Linked DNA regions of Mus musculus: all the other regions are linked to region 1. The links are chromatin contacts, called in public HiChIP or PLAC-seq and promoter capture Hi-C maps. All regions are on one chromosome and are shown on one strand. The core of a region is the stretch at or near the end of the contact, and the rest is flanking DNA. Distances in the headings are between cores, read along the strand shown.

Evidence for each region. Promoter capture Hi-C pulls out the DNA fragments that hold promoters and counts their contacts. HiChIP or PLAC-seq counts read pairs in DNA pulled down with a chosen protein or histone mark.
Region 2: a FOXA1 HiChIP or PLAC-seq map of pancreatic cancer cells shows a contact between it and region 1. The contact joins the promoter of Ppig here to the promoter of Cers6 in region 1. A contact is called at or near these places in 1 of 39 promoter capture datasets (cranial neural crest), 1 of 115 datasets of contacts at active chromatin or transcription factors (pancreatic cancer cells) and 1 of 9 other capture datasets (adipose tissue).
Region 3: a contact with region 1 is called in a promoter capture Hi-C map of embryonic stem cells, with 2.3 times the contacts expected there. The contact joins the promoter of Bbs5 here to the promoter of Cers6 in region 1. A contact is called at or near these places in 3 of 39 promoter capture datasets (the 3T3-L1 cell line, embryonic stem cells and hippocampal neurons) and 2 of 115 datasets of contacts at active chromatin or transcription factors (embryonic forebrain and extraembryonic endoderm stem cells).
Region 4: an H3K27ac HiChIP or PLAC-seq map of extraembryonic endoderm stem cells shows a contact between it and region 1, with 5 times the contacts expected there. The contact joins the promoter of Lrp2 here to the promoter of Cers6 in region 1. A contact is called at or near these places in 5 of 39 promoter capture datasets (the 3T3-L1 cell line, cranial neural crest, embryonic stem cells and 2 more), 4 of 484 Hi-C or Micro-C datasets (all in embryonic stem cells) and 7 of 115 datasets of contacts at active chromatin or transcription factors (astrocytes, embryonic forebrain, embryonic stem cells and 2 more).
Region 5: an H3K27ac HiChIP or PLAC-seq map of SST interneurons shows a contact between it and region 1, with 9 times the contacts expected there. The contact joins the enhancer-like site here to the promoter of Cers6 in region 1. A contact is called at or near these places in 5 of 39 promoter capture datasets (the 3T3-L1 cell line, 3T3-L1-derived adipocytes, cranial neural crest and 2 more) and 6 of 115 datasets of contacts at active chromatin or transcription factors (SST interneurons, embryonic forebrain, embryonic hindbrain and 3 more).
Region 6: a contact with region 1 is called in an H3K4me3 HiChIP or PLAC-seq map of embryonic forebrain, with 6 times the contacts expected there. The contact joins the enhancer-like site here to the promoter of Cers6 in region 1. A contact is called at or near these places in 8 of 39 promoter capture datasets (the 3T3-L1 cell line, 3T3-L1-derived adipocytes, the C10 cell line and 4 more), 2 of 15 datasets of contacts at CTCF or cohesin (the NIH/3T3 cell line and large pre-B cells), 3 of 484 Hi-C or Micro-C datasets (adipose-derived mesenchymal stem cells, cerebral cortex and uterus), 14 of 115 datasets of contacts at active chromatin or transcription factors (the NIH/3T3 cell line, astrocytes, bone marrow-derived dendritic cells and 10 more) and 1 of 9 other capture datasets (liver).

Annotation. Positions count from the first base shown.
Region 1 is chr2:68,859,984-68,862,789 of GRCm38.p6, reverse strand. It overlaps Cers6 (ceramide synthase 6), which reads right to left and starts at 1,349. Exons shown (of 10, transcript NM_172856.4): 1 at 985-1,349. The coding sequence starts at 1,154.
Region 2 is chr2:69,721,726-69,724,531 of GRCm38.p6, reverse strand. Ppig (peptidyl-prolyl isomerase G (cyclophilin G)) reads right to left here and starts at 1,444. Exons shown (of 14, transcript NM_001081086.1): 1 at 1,169-1,444.
Region 3 is chr2:69,645,771-69,648,576 of GRCm38.p6, reverse strand. It overlaps Bbs5 (Bardet-Biedl syndrome 5 (human)), which reads right to left and starts at 1,406. Exons shown (of 12, transcript NM_028284.3): 1 at 1,235-1,406. The coding sequence starts at 1,293.
Region 4 is chr2:69,584,678-69,587,483 of GRCm38.p6, reverse strand. It overlaps Lrp2 (low density lipoprotein receptor-related protein 2), which reads left to right and starts at 1,455. Exons shown (of 79, transcript NM_001081088.2): 1 at 1,455-1,669. The coding sequence starts at 1,591.
Region 5 is chr2:69,450,245-69,453,050 of GRCm38.p6, reverse strand. It overlaps Lrp2 (low density lipoprotein receptor-related protein 2), which reads left to right. Exons shown (of 79, transcript NM_001081088.2): 62 at 1,667-1,789. Among named protein-coding and RNA genes, the nearest start is that of Gm36393, 46 kb to the right of the region's middle. Within about 2 kb of position 1,455, at least 7 of the 459 cell types and tissues checked have an H3K27ac peak or open chromatin away from gene starts, as enhancers often do. A contact at or near this core is called in SST interneurons, where this site is marked.
Region 6 is chr2:69,417,255-69,420,060 of GRCm38.p6, reverse strand. No RefSeq gene overlaps it. Among named protein-coding and RNA genes, the nearest start is that of Gm36393, 13 kb to the right of the region's middle. Within about 2 kb of position 1,425, at least 39 of the 459 cell types and tissues checked have an H3K27ac peak or open chromatin away from gene starts, as enhancers often do. A contact at or near this core is called in differentiating embryonic stem cells, embryonic basal ganglia, embryonic forebrain and 1 more, where this site is marked.

The DNA of each region.
Region 1 (2,806 bases), core at 100-2,599:
TAAGAAATCAGCCTTCGCTGATGAATGGAGGTGGGAGGAGGAAAGAGGAAGGCGATTTTTTTTTCAGTTAAAAGAAAGAAGTGTGCGGTGCTGATTTTGTTTCACGAGTAAGTGTTGAATGCACAGCAGGCAAGATCTAGTTCTGTGACTTAAGGCTGACTCAGTGAGAGTAGCACAAGTTTGTGTGCAGTTACAATGGCGAGATCTAACCAAATCGAGGACTCATACCAAAAATTATGAGACAATTCTTTTAACGTTTCAAGTGTCTTCCGGTACCAGCAAGACGCTTATGATTAGTCACGGGGTCCTACTATCGATTCAAATGACTATTTCGAGGGGCACCGGTCCTGTTCTGCCCTCTTTTAAAGAAACCAGTAGCGATCCGGAGTGCTGTCGTCACCTATTTCCCAGGACCCAGGGCCTAAAACTCCGTGTCACGGATGGAAGCCAGGGAGCAAGCTAAAGCCAAAGGTCCGAGCAAATTCTTCTGCAGCGCGGCCCGCGTGCGTGCAAGAGTGGAAGGGCTGGAAGTGTGTGCGCTCCTCCTCCCTCCGGGCCGCGCGTCCCCATCGTTCCAGGCTGTCAGGTGGGTGGCGGCGAGCCTCGGAGGAGAAGCCCAATCTGGAAGCGCCTAGTGCCGGCTCGGAGGGAGCCGGCCGAGCCCTCGGCGCAGCGGTTCCCCGCGGCCAGCCTCCGCTCACCTTTGTTCGCCGACCCTCTCTAGGAGGAGGAAGCCGGGAAAGGAGGAGCGCGGGCGGTGACCAAGCGCCCTGCCGCCCCTTCGTGGCGCCCCGGAGGAAATCCGCGGTCGAGTTGGACCCTCTCTAGCTCCCTAGAAGTCAGCCTGGCCGAGGGATCGGGACCCCACAGAGAACACAAAGGTTGGGAGGTGTGAGCCCAAGCGCGGGGGCGTGCGCCACGGAGCAGGCGAGTGTGCACGCGTGTGCGTGTGTGCGGGAGAGCAGGCACTTCGGCCCTTCTTACCTCTCGAAGATGAGCCGCACCATGAAGATGCAGAAGGCCAAGGGGAAGGCAAGGTAGAGGTCCTCCGCCTGCGGAAAGGTGGCTTCCTCCGTGTTCTTCAGGTCTGCCCAGGTGACATTGTGCGGAAGCCAAAACCGCTCGTTCCAGAACCAGGCTAAGATCCCTGCCATCTTGCTTTGTCCACTCCGGTGTCGCTGCTCCCGCGCTCCTCCGAGCTCTCTGCAGCTCAGGGCACTGGGGATGCGCGCTGGGTTGGCCGGGAGCCTTTGCCGCTGCCGCTCCGCCTGCCGCCGCCTCCTCTGTGGCCGCTGCACTCTCAGGCTCCGCGATCCGCTCCACTCCTCCCTCTGGCCGCGCTGGGAAAAGGGCCGCCTCGCCTGTCACGTGGCAGCCTGGCCGCACGCCCTGATTGGCTAGTGTTCCCGTCAAGCACCGAGGCACACGCGGCCGGCTCGCCCACGCCCTGGGAGCTGCGGGCCGCGCTCTGGCTCTGGACCCGCACCTGGAGCGCGTCCCGCACCTCTGTCCCAGCCCCAAGTTGGGTCGCACCTGGTTAGAACGCCAGCTCCTGCCCCACTGGAGTGTCTGCGCTCTTGTCCTCTTCCTGAGCGCAGGGAGGCGAAAAGGAGCCTGGCAGGGGCCGAGCTTCCAGAGAGAGCCCTGCGCTGAAAAAGAACCCCAGAAGAAGAAGTAGGGGGCGCAAAGGCGAAGGAGGAAGGAGTGGGAGGGGAAGGATCATCCTCTCCAGTGCTAAAAGAAAATCAGGAACTGGGGCTGGATGATTTGGCAAGAGACTTCTGCCTCCGACCCGCACCTCACCCCCCTCCTTGACCTTCCTGGCACGTTTTACACTACTGCTTCCCCTTGAGCTGGGTCCCCCAAGGAACAAGGCTCCTAATTTTGATTTATGAAGTAGCACAAGAAATTAGGCATTTATGATTGATTAATGAATTGCTTGATGATGGTGTCTAATGGTGATAGCAGCTAGTAACGGCAGCATTATGGGGAACTGCGCCAGTAACCTCTGAAAATACTGTGGGAACCACATTTTGACTTGGTAGATAATGGGGGCAGGAGTATTTATTCCTCCTCTCCCTGCCTTTAAACCAAACTCTCAAGGCCTCCTGATTCTCACCTCCTGTTCTTTATTGAACTTCCATTCATGCCTTCCCCACCCAATGAAGTCACTCAAGGTCAGCTGTGATTGCAAAGGTCAGTTCCTGCCTTAATTCAGGCTGTTTGTTTTGACATATGGCTCAATCAATGAAAATGCGTTCCTCATACTTGCAGAGGCAAAGTCCAAAGCCAAAGTTCTAGGCAATCTAAGGGGTGGCAAAGACACCCTTCCTGGACTCTTCCTGACAGGTGATTGTCTTCGCAGAGAATTTCTTGTTGCAGAGACAGAGAGACTGCACCCGTGTGTCATCTGACTAGGGCTCCAACCAAGGTTTCATCCTCATAAGTTAATTACATCCCAAGATTTCATTCTCATAAACTAATTACATCCCAAGGGCTTAGCCTCCAAATGCCAGTGCACTGAATTTGGGGAGAACACATTCAGTCCCTAGCAGTTCTCTTTGGATGGTCGATGACTACTCTCTCCTCCAGACCTGTCCTTCCTGTGGTCACGGCTCAGTCCAAAAGGAAGCAGCCACTTTCCTCTTGCTTGCATACTTCCTTTCTAACATCACAAATTCATCCAAGTCATTTTATAAACCATTACCTTACACCCTCCACTACCTGTTTGGCTACCAGCTGATCTAAACTGCCGTACCATTTCACATCTGAGCAGTCCCCATCACCACTCAAACCCCAGTTCTGC
Region 2 (2,806 bases), core at 195-2,694, 860 kb before region 1:
TATTTGAAGTACTGCCTGCACATCTCAAGGTCCAAATTTTGGCCTACAGAAATAAAAAATACAATTTTTGATATATATATATACACACACACACACACATACATACACACACACCAACCTACTTAGGGAGTGAGCAGAACAACCCAATCAATTTAATAAAGCTTAAAGAAACTGTTAAGCAACTAGCTTCTTTTAAACAGAGAGAAATGTAAACTATTACATGACTAATAACACTCCACATTATTAAAATTAAAGAGTGGGGTCCCTAAGGTGTTTTTGTTTGTCTCATCAAGTTGTTCAGGCTGGCCTTGATTGGTGACCCTTTCTCTTCAGCCCGGGATTATAGACATTGTGACACCAAATCAGGAGTTACACTTTTAGGTAAGTTAGAAGCAGCCTTTCTAAGTATCTGTGCAGTTCCTCTTATGGCTATCTTTTAAAACTTATAAAAAAGGTTTCCTCGAACTGTCCAGTATCTGTTACAAAATAGCAATTACTAGTCATCATATTCTTTATACAATGGGAATGACACTAACACAAATCTTATCCTTTCTGGATTTAGCTTCTGAAAGTTAATATGGACCTTCCAAATTTTCAAAACACTGTATTATTTCTTAAATGTTCTGGTGATCAAAAACAAACAAACAAAGAGAGTCTTTACTTAATCTTTACTTAGCGCAAGTAATGTATTCGTGCTAAGAAATCAAACTGAGTGCACAGGGTGGTGCTTCCATAAGGTTTTCCAAAACAATTAGACAACGGATGCCCGCTACGGTTGACTTTGTTCGACATCAAGAGGAAACACGGAAAAAATCAGTTCGTTTCTCCTAAAGGCGAACGGGGTTCAGAAACCATCTTCTCCTCAACAGAATCCTCCTCCCCCAAAGGCCCGGCCGCTTCCAGTCGCTCAGGAACATGAGAAAACTTCTAAGGCCCTGAGGTTAACATCTCGCATTTGAGTTTTAGGAGTGTCCCTAACACCAAGGGCCTGTGTCACTGAGGCATGCACGCCAGCCGCTGTCCTACGGGAGGAAAAGGTCGGGAGGACCGGAGCCCGCGGTCGATTTTATTCCCGGGGATCCTGGCTCTGCGCCCGTCCCTCCCTAACCCTAACCTGACAGGCCCTCGCGCTGCGCCTCCCCCTTCCCTAACCAGAGGTCCCACCTACCACGCCGCAGCGCTCCGTCTCCCGGTTCTGAAGCCTCCAAAACGAACCTAGCTCCCGGGAGCCGAGGCTGCCGTCGCTGCCGCCATATTACAGCTTGTGCGGCAAAATGCGTCAGGGAGGAGGTGTGCGCCCGAGCCGGGAGGGCGGGGGCTGGAGAGGAAGAGCCGCTTCCTTCGCCCCGGGGCTCGGCTGCAAGCCGCCGGGCCACCACGGGGCCCCAGGCCGCGCCGCGGTCCCCGGGGCCACCCCTCCGAGCCCGAGCAGCCCAGAGACCTCGACGGAAAGACGGTTACCTCGGCCCAGAGGCCCGCCGCGGCTCCGCCCCTCGCCCTGAGCCCTTCCCGCTCTCGTCCCCAAGGCCCGCAGAAGACGCCGCCGCGCCGACAGACGCTCTCGCATCCCTCACCTGCCCCGCCGCGGGCTTCTCGTCTCCCGGCCCGGTCCTGGAAAGCGCTTCAAATCTACCGCCGTCAGGAAAGGCGCTAAAGCCCACTAACCGCCTCCCTCCCCCACAGCCCAGGCCAGGCGTGGAGGGAAGGTGTCGCGCCGGAAGTACGTCAGGGATGGGTGCCGGCGACTCCCGGCGTTCCCGGGCTGACGTCAGCATCTTCTCCTTGAGCTTGTAGGGTCTCTTCTGCCTTTTAAAATACGTTCCCGACGGGTCGCTTGATGGTTTCTGAGAGTTGATTGGATCGGTGTGGATCCGTCAGAATGTCACAGCGCTCCCGAAATGATGCGCATCACTTTATAAACAGTGACATCCTCTGTCGAGGTATTTAGAGAGACGTTCTGCCTCCAAGGAACCTTCAGCAAACGCTCAAAAGCTAGTAACAAAGATGAGCTACTTTCGGGACGTGGTAGCGCATGCCTTTAATCCCAGTAGTCGGGGATTAACATTTTATTGAGACCGGGTCTTACTATATACCTTGGCTGCCTTGGAGCTCTCTACGTAGATCAGGCTGACATCAAACTCTTTAAGAGATTACCCTGCCTCTGCCTCTTATCCCAAATGCCTGGTCCTATTTTAATATGGTTGTATTTGTGCCTGTGTGTATATGCACTGTATATCTATAACTGCTTGCAGAGGTCAGAACAGGGTGTCAGATCCTCCCCGTCCCCAAACTGGAGTTAAAAGCATTACGAGACACTCAATATGGGTCTTCCTTCAAGAGCCACAAGTGCTCCTAATGGCTGAGCCATCTCGCCAGCCCTTGGCCATGTGATTTAATTTTCGAGGATGAAATTTGAGACAAAGTGGCATGCTGCTCTAGGCTTTAAGACATTGCCTCTTATTTTCTTCATTTGCCAATATATTCTAATCATCCACAAACAAGGAACTGGCAGGCATTAGAATAACATAATGGAAGGAATTTAGATCCCAGAATAACTACATGGAGCAGAAATGCCTCCTATCGGGCTCATTCACCTAAGATCTTAATTTGTGAGAGAAATCGATCTTTTAAAGCCAGAAACAAACAAAAAGGAATTCCATTGTAAAAATTAAATCTAGGATGCCACACAGTGGCGGTGGACATCTTTGATCCCAGCACTTAGGAGGCAGAGGTAGTCGGATCTCTAAGATTGAGGCTACAGAGACCTACACAGAATTTAGAAGATTGAAGTAAGGCAGAGTGTTGT
Region 3 (2,806 bases), core at 157-2,656, 790 kb before region 1:
TGAGGTGTATCCTCAGGAGGGTAGTGAGTGGGTCAGCGAGTAAAGGTGGCTACCACCAAGTTTGATGACCTGAGTGTCTGTCATCCCTGGGACCCACACAGTCAGAGGAGAGAATCGACTTCTGCAAGTTAACTTCTTCTTCTTCTTCTTCTTCTTTTTTTTTTTTTTTTTGGTTTTTCGAGACAGGGTTTCTCTGTACAGTCCTGGCTGATCCTGGAACTCACTCTGTAGACCAGGCTGGCCTCGAACTCAGAAATCCACCTGCCTCTGCCTCCCGAGTGCTGGGATTAAAGGCGTGCACCACCACGCCCGGCTTTGCAAATTAACTTCTGACCTCCACTGTGAATGATGCGCACAGAAAGCACTCTATCTCCACAGGCTCGTTTGATCCTTTGAGTTAGCTGTGTGACGACTACTCTCCTGCACTAGAATGAGGAAGGGTGTGTGATAATCAACCCCTCTTATTTTCCTGTCTTGATTTTTGAGACAGATGTCTGTAAACTGAAAATGTTCATGAAAACAGGGTTCGTCTGGATTAAGACCCACGGCACTCCCTGAACTACAGGGAAAGCCATAGAAGGTGTGTAATGAGTTACTGTACTTTGTAATTTCACAAATACCTCCTCCCTCAACTTCCAAAAGGAACGAATACTATGTTAGGCATCCAGTTACTACAAAGACTGAGAAATGTACCAATATCTCATTTTTTCTATTTTAGGAGACAGTGCTCATGATAAAGCACCATTAGGAAGCAGCTGAGGCGCCGTGTAGTTATTGATCCAAGAACTTCAGCTTCTATGTTTTCCATCACGATCTCAGCGACCCCCTCCCTGATTTCTGGGCAGGAAGGGTTTTTAACCATCTCCTCTTTTAAGCATATTCCCCCACAAACAGGGCTTCTTTATAACAAGCTCTCAAAGATTTAGATAAGGACTAAATGAAATCTTAGCTCCGACACAAGCTTTGCGTGGTCGGGAGTTTTGGAGAATTCTCACTCCCACCGCCCTCATTTTACAGACACGCCAACCGTGCAGAGGCCCGTAGTGTGCAATGCTATTCCGGATTTTGTTCTAGAACCCTGCTTTCCGGAATCCCTGCCCTATGTCCCCTCCACCGCAGGACGCGGAGGGTCACAGCCTTGATGGGCGCACACTGAGATAGGCCGCTGGCCAGGGCAGGGCCGAAGACCGCAGGGGACCATAGTCACGGGGTCTCAGCGCATCCTGAGACTCACTGCGAGGACACGTCGAAGCGCACGTCGCGGTCCTCCCACAACACGTCCAGCACAGACATGGTGACCGAGGGAGCTCGCCGATGAAATCCACAGTGGCTGCTCGGCGGCGTCTTATGGGCGCCAAGGCAACGCGCCGGCTTTGTCACGACATCTACGGCGGGCGCCGGGGCCCAAGCTTCCACCAGGTAGTGTGCGCTCTTTTCCCAGCCCGTTTGCGTCATTTGGTCTTGTTGAGGCGGGTGGCTGGGAAGCTGCTTCACTTCTGAGTCACCTCTCTGTTCTCTGCGCAGAACTTTAGCCATTTCAGCTTTCCTGCTGTTTTCCTACACCATTTAGAAATCTTAACTTCATCAAATTACATTACTGGTTTGATGGGGCTCTGACCCTGCCCACCTCCCATACCCTGGTGGCCTGGATCTCTGGCTACATTCCAGCCCGAGGCTCAGAACCTGTTAGAGGTCCTACTACATCTGGTCAGAACCATTGCTTCCCTAGATTCGTATAGTGCCAGCCCTTGCGTCCTATTTCACAAATCAGCTCTGGGGTCCCTCTATTGTGAGCAAACAAAACGTAGACACCTGATTCTTAAAGTTCACCGCATTGATCAATGTGCAGCACAGAGTACAAGATAAACTATGTCTCTGTCTCTCCTCCCTCTCCCCCTTCTCCCCTTCCCCCTCCCCCTTTCCTTTCTTCCTTTCTTCCTTTCTTCCTTCCTTCCTTCCTTCCTTCCTTCCTTCCTTCCTTTCTTTCTTTCTTTTTCTTTCTTTTTTTTTTTTTTGACATGGTCTCCCTTTGTGGCCCAGACTGGCCTCGAAATGTAACAGCTTCAGTTTCCCTAATACTGGGATTATAAACATACTTTATATATTTTTAAACGAATCAAATGGCTTTCTTTTACTATATGAAAATTATCAATAAACAAGTAACACGTTAAATAAATTACTGCTTCACAAAGAGTGATCTGGGGTCTCCTGGGCATACTCAGGAGCCTCTCATGGTTCCATAAGCAGAGTGACGTGAAAACACTTGCCTTTTAAACTCTAGCTGGGTCACGGGTTCACATTATGTATAACTGAGTATGTAAGCACACAGAACACTTCATTTGCTGTTTGTATTCTCCAAGACAGGGTTTCACTTGTGGGCCAAACTGGCCTGAAACTTACGATGTAGCGGCTTTGAACTCCCATCAACCCTCCCACCTCAGCTCCAGAATGCTGGGATTAGAGCCTCTCTACCCAGCTACTTGTTTAATGCACTATGGTGTTTTGGTTTTAGGATTTATTATATTATTCAAATCCTGTTAACGTTCATCTTCCTGCTCAGCCTCCTGAGTACTAGGATTGCAGTGTGAACCACCATGCTCACCTTTAAAAAAAGGTGACATGGGATTTGGTATGCTGCTGGAAGTAATGGCACACATCTTTTTTTTTTTTTTTTTTTTTTAAAGACTTATTTATTTATTATTATATGTAAGTACACTGTAGCTGTCTTCAGACACACCAGAAGAGGGAGTCAGATCTTGTTACGGATGGTTGTGAGCCACCATGTGGTTGCTGGGATTTGAACTCT
Region 4 (2,806 bases), core at 206-2,705, 720 kb before region 1:
GTGGATAGCCGCCTTTCCTACATCACAGCCCTTTTGCTTAAGGAAAACGACTCTAGGAAAATGGTCTAGGGCTCTATGGGCTTGCTGCAGCGACTGGGGCAGAAGATTCTGGGATGATCAGGCTGAGAATCAGCCGGGTCCTCCGGTGGGGCTCCTAGAGCAACCAATTGCACCGACTGACTCGTCTCGGCACTGCGGAACTGAAGACCGGGGTCTGAAGGGCTCGTGTAAGGTCCACTCTCTTAAAGAGGGTTGTCTCCCAGTTAACAGGTTCAGTGTGGTCCCCGAGGGGAACCATAGAGTTCTCCCGAATTCCTGGTGTTTCTCTCATTATTGGCATTGCGGAGAAAACAACCCCTCCCCCAAGTTTTGTTTCGAAATGAACAGAACTGTAGGAGACGCTGTCTGGCATGACTGACACCTGACGCTTGGGGAGCCAGATAGTTATGGCCTCCAGAGCAATGATAGAATCTCCTCTCTGACTATAAAAACACAAGCTACCCCATCTGGGTAGCCTGCACCCTGTCAGGGGGAGGAGGGCCCCGAGGCAGCTTAGCGAGTTCACACCGAGGCAAGGAGGTCAGGCGGCTTGGCTCTGTCCAGCTTTTTTCTGGTCCTCCCTCCCTCCCTCCCTCCCTCCCTCCCTCCCTCCCTCCCTCCCTCCCTCCCTCCCTCCCTCCCTCTTCCCTTCTTTTTGAGACAGGTTCTTTCTACATAGCCCAGGCTGTCCTGGAACTGTGTGGACCAGGTTGGCCTCAAACTCACAGAGATCCACTTGTCTCTGTCTCCCGAGTGTTGAGATGAAAGACCCGCACTAAAACACCCTCTGCCTTTTCTTTTCTTCCCCCTTCTTTCTCTTCCCCTTTCCTTGCTCCCCTTTCCCCATTTGTTCTTTTTCTTTCCCTTTTCATCTTTTCTCTTTCTTTCTTTCTTTCTTTCTTTCTTTTTTTAGTCGCTGCTCTTGACTTCCCCCCTTTCTCCATTCCTTCCCACCGGTGATAACGTTTTAGAGTTTGTGTCCGTGGCCAATTTCTTCCTCGCCCCGTCTAGCCATCCCTCTGAGTGGCGAGGCCAAGCCCTTGCTCCGAATGTGAGCAGCGGCGATTATTGTCAGTGATTGAATAGGACCTTGGAGTGTGTGTGCTCGTGCGAGCGAGGGGTGGGCGCTCGCCAGCGTGGGAGGCAGTTTTGTGTTCCCGGAGCCTGTGCTCCTGGGTGAGAGCATGCACGAGCGAGCGCGCTTGTGGAGTGTGCATGTGCTAGCGCGCAAGTGTCCGAGGGCCCACTCCTCCCAGAGTCGCAAAGTGCAGGGGGCGGGCCGGGCAGTAGGGGGCCTGGCCCACTGGATTCCCGCATGCTAGTTCCGGGGCGGTCTGGTCTAGAGGGCTTTATGCACTGTCTGGAGGGTGGGGACTGGCGCGGGTAGAAAACGGGATGCCTCAGGCGCCGGGACCGGCTTTCTGCCTCTAGGAGCCAGCGACTGCTGCTGAGCAAGACTCCTGTTCCGGAGCGGAGTAACCTGCCTGTGCCCGCTGCGACGCGCGCCCACCTCCCGGGGAAGGAACGGCGAGGCCCGGGGCCGTCTCCGCGATGGAGCGCGGGGCCGCGGCGGCGGCATGGATGCTGCTGCTGGCGATCGCTGCCTGCCTGGCGCCAGTCAGTGGCCAAGGTAAGCGGTCACCTGCCCGCGCTACGCCACCATAGTCGCTGCGGAGCTGAGCCGGACGAGGGTGGGCGGCTGCGGAGCTGCTCCGGCTGAGCGCTCCGGTGACCCCAGGAGAGATGACTGCAGCGCCGCTTCTTGTACTGGTTGGGGAACGCGGACGCACCGGTTTCGGTGACAGCTCGTCCCACGGCTATCGTGCCTTTGTTCCCACGGGAATTAGTCCTGACCCTCAAGGCTTTCCAGGATGGAACCTGGAGTACGAGGGTCTCCCGCGTGGGTCTGCAGCTTTCTTCTGGCTGGGGCGGGGCGGTCCTCCACGCCGCTCCCAGCGCCGCTTTCCACCTGCAGCGTCCAGCCGGCGCGGGAGATCCGATCCCACCGTGCGCCAGGGGCCGCCGGCCAGAGCCTCCTTCCATCAGTGGCGAAACCCTGTCCCGCGGTGACCCCCATGAGACCGCATCTCATGATACCGATCGTTTACGAGCCCAGATAAGGCGGGGAGGTGGGATTGGCAGAGGAAGCGGCTGATACACTAGAGTACTTTTCTTGAAGGCTTTCCCTTTCCTACCCAGAGCGGGTGCTTTTGTGTTGATGAATGGAGCTGGTTAGCTGCGCCTGAGTTTGGGGACTGGAATGCAGAAAGTTTCTAAAGTGACTACAAACTTTTTCAAGTTGTCCGGGAGGTTTTTTTTTTTTCCTTCCCCGTGAAACAGGGAGAGAGAGGAAAGGGAGGAAATTATTTAGAATAGAAAACTATAAGAGAAGAAAATGAGAGACAAGTTGAAAGGAATGGAGAAAACGGGAAAGCAAAGTGAGGAAGGAGGGAGGGAGGGAGGGAGGGAGGGAGGGAGAGAGAGAGAGAGAGAGAGAGAGAGAGAGAGAGAGAGAGAGAGAGAGACTGACTCAAGGAGAACCCACGAGCTCTCTCCCTGGCTTTCGTTGCTAGGTAGCAGCCTGGTGCTGCGTGTGACCGACCACCAGACAGACAGAACGGACGCTGCAGCCTCTGCAGGGACTAATCTGTCTGTGGGGATGGGCCAGTCCCCACTTCCCCTCCCGCTCTTTCCCGTCGGACAACTTAATTGCCCTACAATAAAAATGAAACCCCTATTGTTGCAGGATTAGTCAAAGCAATAAATT
Region 5 (2,806 bases), core at 206-2,705, 590 kb before region 1:
ACGAGTTGTCTTAATCTCTGAGCCTCTGTCCATCTCCCCAAAACTACGTTTTAAAAGCTCCAGTGCTTTTTAGATTCGTCCCCGGTTAAGAACTATTGATTTTCACCAAGTGAATGAAGCTGCAGTTGTTTTGGATCACTGGTGAGAGGCTAGTGTAGTAATTCTCACAGTGTCTCCCTCGGGCTGGGAATCACTGGTGGAAAACATGAGAAATGTAAATTTGCTTGGCTTGGGTGGCCCAGGCTCCTGTTCAGGAAGACACCTTCCAAGCGATTCAGAAGGGAGTTGCAGTTTCAGAAGGGACCCAGGGACATTTCTGCCTGAAATCTTCCGATGGCTCGAGTGAAGTGGCTCTAATTCAACAATGCTTCCAAAGTCCTATCACTTCCATTCTCTTCCTGCACCGTCCTACTCATTCTCTGTGCAGAGATGGGATTACTGAGTGTGATGTCAGAGTTCCTCTTTCAGTGACTGTTGTATTTTCACAATGGCCTTCCAGTGCTGCCCTGTGACTCAAAATTTCAGAAGCACTTAGGAAGTTATTTCTTTCTGTAAGGCAAAATCTGTCATAGCAAATAAAATTAAATGTTAGAGAGGTGAGGACACACACATACACACACACACATACACCATTCCACATACTCACACAAATGTTCCATGTTCTTTCCTAATGTCTGTACCAGCCATTCACAGCAAATAATTCAAATAGTAGTTTCCCTAACAGTATTTTCAAGAATCAGCCCTGGGGGTCGACTCCTCCTTTCCTCTAAAGGAGCCTAATTACAAGGGTCATCTTTTGATATCTGTCTTTGATGGGAAGTCCAAATAATTCAAGTCCTCCATTTAGAAGAACAACACAGATTTATGAGTTATTCATTGAATTACATATATGGATGTCTCAGTTTCATTTGTTGTTGTTGTTGCAAAAAAAGCAACTTGAAGACAGGTTCAGGTTCCAGTCCACGATGGCAGGGGGTTCACATCACCAAGAGCTTGAAGTAATTGGTTATCGTATACCCAGAGCCATAAGAAGAGACCAATGAGTGTGTGTATGCTAGTGCTTGGCTCACTTTCCCACTTACACAATCCATTAACACTAACCATCATGGGAGTTCCCTGACATGTTGGTACATGCAGAGAGGACTGTGTCTCCAGTGCCTGGGTGTGACCCTTCTGTTCTTCCCAGCTGCATAAGTCGCTGCTAGACAGGATGAAATGAAGACTTCGTGTTATGGATATTTAAAGATCACAATCAGAAGGACGAAACTGTGGTCTCCTGGCTGTCAGGATGACTCCTATATAATCTCAATGGCTTTTCCAACTCCATGACTTAACACATATGTCCTCCTTGTTCTGTGCCCTAGCCACAGAGATTTTTATATAGCTTCTTCTGTATGTAAAGTCTGTTCCTGTCCGACTCAAGTTCCATGAGTATAAAGACTGTGTCTCTCTTGCACCTCTCTATATCTAGGATCTACCTAGCACTTGCAACAGTGATGTAATGTGTATCTGAGACTCAGGACATGTTTGTTGATTAATTGAATGAGCAAGTGAATGAATGAATGAGTGATGAGTGAATGAAGTGAGCCTGGCACTGGGATAGCCTGGAGGTTTTAGACATTGTCACTTCTACTTTTAATTTGGAGCTTCCTTTTTTATTTCCCAGTCAATGTTCCATGTGAGTCACCACAGCGTTTCCGGTGTGATAACAGTCGCTGTATTTATGGCCACCAGCTGTGCAATGGTGTGGATGACTGTGGAGATGGAAGCGATGAGAAAGAAGAACACTGTAAGCAGAATGGGAAAAGGAGAAGGCAGAAACCAGGGTCCTTAGCTGTTTGTGAGATCTTCCTCGGGGTTTCCAATGGTCCTGGAGAGGCTTGCTTTGTGCCTGTAGTGGTGAATCACAGACAGTGTGAACTCGTACATTGCTCACACACCAGCCTGCCCTATCCTTCCTATCTCCCCTGAGGAAGATGTTGATGACTCTTTGCTTAGGCTAAGTTTAAATAAGATACTTTCATGCTTTTTAGAAAAATGAGAGAAAAGACCAACTGCTTGAGTCATACTCCACAAAGTTAATTGTATTTGTTGTCAAGGATGAGGACTTCACAACCTACAGTCGCTAATTGCTAATCTGGCATGTGAATGTATATTTCTTCTAATGCTCAGCTGAAAAGATCATGTTAAATAAGGTGCCTCCGTGTTAACATAGCTAACCCGGTATCCTTCTTGGATGTGGAAATCCATTTTGCAGAGGAGAAAAATGAAGTGATATCTTTAAAAAGTATATTATTTTACTATTTTTTTATGTATTTGGGTATCTTGCCTGCATGTATGCCTGCATCTCATGTATCCCTGGTGCCCAACCCAAGACTAGAAGAGGGTATCAGGTCACCTAGAACTGGAGTTAGAGTTGTGAGCTGCTTTGTTGGTGCTGAGAATTGAATCCAGGTTCTCAAAGAGTGCTCCTAACCACAGATCCATCTCGCCATCCTTAGATTAGTTCAAGAGAAAAACCTGAAACTGGCTGTATTTCACATTTAAATATCAGAAATCATACTTTTGTTTAAAAGTTACTCTATTGAGTACTCTACTCAGTGTTTTGCAAGTTTGCTTAGAAAGAAACCACTGAGAAAATGGGAAAAGCTAGTTTTTCCAATAAAAGCATGACAGAAATTTTATTTCATTCTACTTGGAATGAAAAAATTAGACTCTTTGCAATCACCAGTAACAGTTCTGGGCTAGGATGCCACATTGACCTGAGAAAAACCTGAGTTTTACTAGAGTCAGTACTTAACAGCAC
Region 6 (2,806 bases), core at 176-2,675, 560 kb before region 1:
AATAGCAGGATTGCAGGATCAGTCTCTCTCTCTCTCTCTCTCTCTCTCTCTCTCTCTCTCTCTCTCTTTCTCTCTCTCTCTTTCTCTCCAAATGTCATTGGTCTCAATTGACCCATTGGCAAATATTGCTTGAAAGAAGACAATAGTGGTTTGTGTCCCCTGCTCAGAGGGGGCACCAACACCAACGTGACTTCGCTGACCTGCTGGAGGACACAGAGAAGAGAGGCCAAGGGCAGAAAGAACGCAGATACCCTTTCGGTCAGGAGGTAGCAGCAGCCCATGCTCTCCTGCTCTTCTGTTATTTTGGGTGTTATTTTGGGTATCTGGAAAGGTCATTTTCTGTATTTAAAAGATATAATTTCTAAAATTGTCCCCATCTCAATAGGAGAGGATAAAAAAAATCTAAACTATCACTAAGAAGGTATTGTCTCCTCAAGGGTTTAGTCTTCGCGCATTGCTATGTTTATGGTTGGTACTTCTATAGCAGGAGACAGGCTACCAAGAGAAAGCATCCAGAGCAATTGAAGTTCCACCCAACCAAGCGCTCTACAGACAGGAAGCATGAGAGAGAGAGAGAACTCCAGGGCTTGCTCTGATGACAAGTGGTCAGTGCTGGTGTACACCTGCAGGACAGATGGACACAGCAGAAGGGGACACACACGAGGCCTACAGGACCTTTGCACCTTTGGCTGCCTTCAGAGGAGGCTCAGGAAATCCTTCCTGGGCTTTGTGGCCCCTTCAGGAGAATGGGGGTGGGGACAGTTTCTGGTGGTTTTTCCGTATGCCTATACTGGGGTGGTGATCCTAAGCCAGCTCAGTGGGTGGGTCCATAAAACCAAGTGTGCACCCGTGCTTTATCCACAGGTAAGGCAGCTTTAAAAACAGGAGGATGCTGTTGGGAGAGAGATTATGGGTTGGAAACATGGTATTTAGTCACTTTTTAATAGCCAGAGGTGGAGGTTGGCAGCTTTCTCCCTCTCTCCCTCCCCCTCCCCCTCCTTTCCTTTCTTTTAATTCTTGTGGTGGAATGAGGTGGTCATATTCTGTTTGACATCCAGCTATCTCTTCCTAGTTCTGTACTCTCAAAACTACAGTTTTGTTTTGCTTTTGTTTTCTGTTTTGCTTTTGTGGTGGTTGCTTGCTTGTTTTTAACCAGTACGGCAGGTTATGTTGCCTTTGGCATGGGGATGACCAGTCAGCGCCTGCTCTGTGTTTGCCCTTGCCCTCCCTCACAGTTACAGGAGTGGGGAGGCCTTGCCACCCCCATCCTGTCTCAGAGAAGCACGGCTAAGGATGCAAGCTTGGTTTTTGTTCTTTTGTTCTGCTAACACATTACTCAAACGATTTGTCACATCTCTTTATGGAGACGTGCTTGCCTCTGTGGTGCCTCCCCACAGGCCCTCTCCAGGGAGCCAGGGGTATGGAAGTCAAAGCGATTATTCAGGCCGGAGAGAGGTAGGCGGGAGAGACAGAGAAGAAGAGAGACACAGTTAGCAGCCTGGTGAGTTTACAGACATGACCGGGTTAAGCCTCCCTGTGATGTCCCTGAATACACGAAGGGGGGCTTTGTAGCAGACTTTGGCTTTTCTTATACCGTGGTTGCAATGAAAACAGAGCTATTACATTTGATTGACAGAATGGAGTAGCAGCTCTTTATGCAAGGCAAAGCTTTTGTGTGAGAATAGGTGAAATGTCTTTAAGCTTTCACAGTCTCCGCCTTCCCTCTCCCTGCCTCTCTCTGGTCTAAGAAGTGCCTTGGCTTTAGGATAGAGAATTCAATGAGAAAAAGCATGCAAAGGTCCCGCTATTTTTTTACCCTCTCTTTTATAGCCATAGCTAGCGACTGGATTTTAAAAGAGGACCCTAAAGCGTGAAGTGGAGGACTTGGGCATTCTTATTTGCATGTTAATGCCAGACCTATATGACTAACACTCATCCCATAATTTGGAAAGTTGGTGCCAAGAGCTCAACTTTGAGGGGCACCATGCAGCGGCTTTGCACATGGGGACACTCCACTGTCCCCTGCATTTCATCTTGCACAGCTTCCCCAAGTGGCCAGTTGGTCCCTTGTGCTTCCTCTCTTTAAGTGGGGCAGTGAGCTTTGGGGACCCAAGGTGGGCAGGACTTGGCAGATAGGGACATCATAATGCACACATGCATACATACATACATACATGCATACACACATCTATATCTTTTGATCACTTAAAGCATTATATTTGCCTCTGACTAACTTCTGGACTATTCTGGGTTATCACAAGGACTGACAACAGCTGGTTTGATCTCTGGTTTTCCCTGTGACTGTGGACTGTTCACTGACTGCACTCTTACAGCACTACCCAGGACACGTACTAGGTTGGCTTTATTCATTTCTGGATGGTTCTTATGGGAACAGCTACTTCCTGGCGTTTAAGCCTAAGCAAAAGCTGAAGAGCTCTTGCTGAGGAAATCCTTTTCTTTTTTAAAATAAATACCAGGCACCTCCCAGTGTCTGCTTGATAGTGCTAAGAGGTGAGTAAAGATGTGGGAGAAAGATCACTTGGTTTCCATTCATTCTCTGGGCCTGGGAACTGAAGAGAAGTTGTGGGGTGAAAGAGGGGCCGGTTTAAGAGTGGGTTGGCAGGCAAGCTGGAGGCTTGCACTCAGACCTCACTGCCTTGGAGCCAAGCTGATGTCAGAAATTCCTTAAGGGGCCTTTAGGAGACCAGGCTCATCAGCAAATGAAGTTAGATATGAGAGTCAGAGACTAGAGTTCAGCACTCACCATGTCTACTAGACAGAGGTGTGTCTTTAAAGAGTTTTTGAG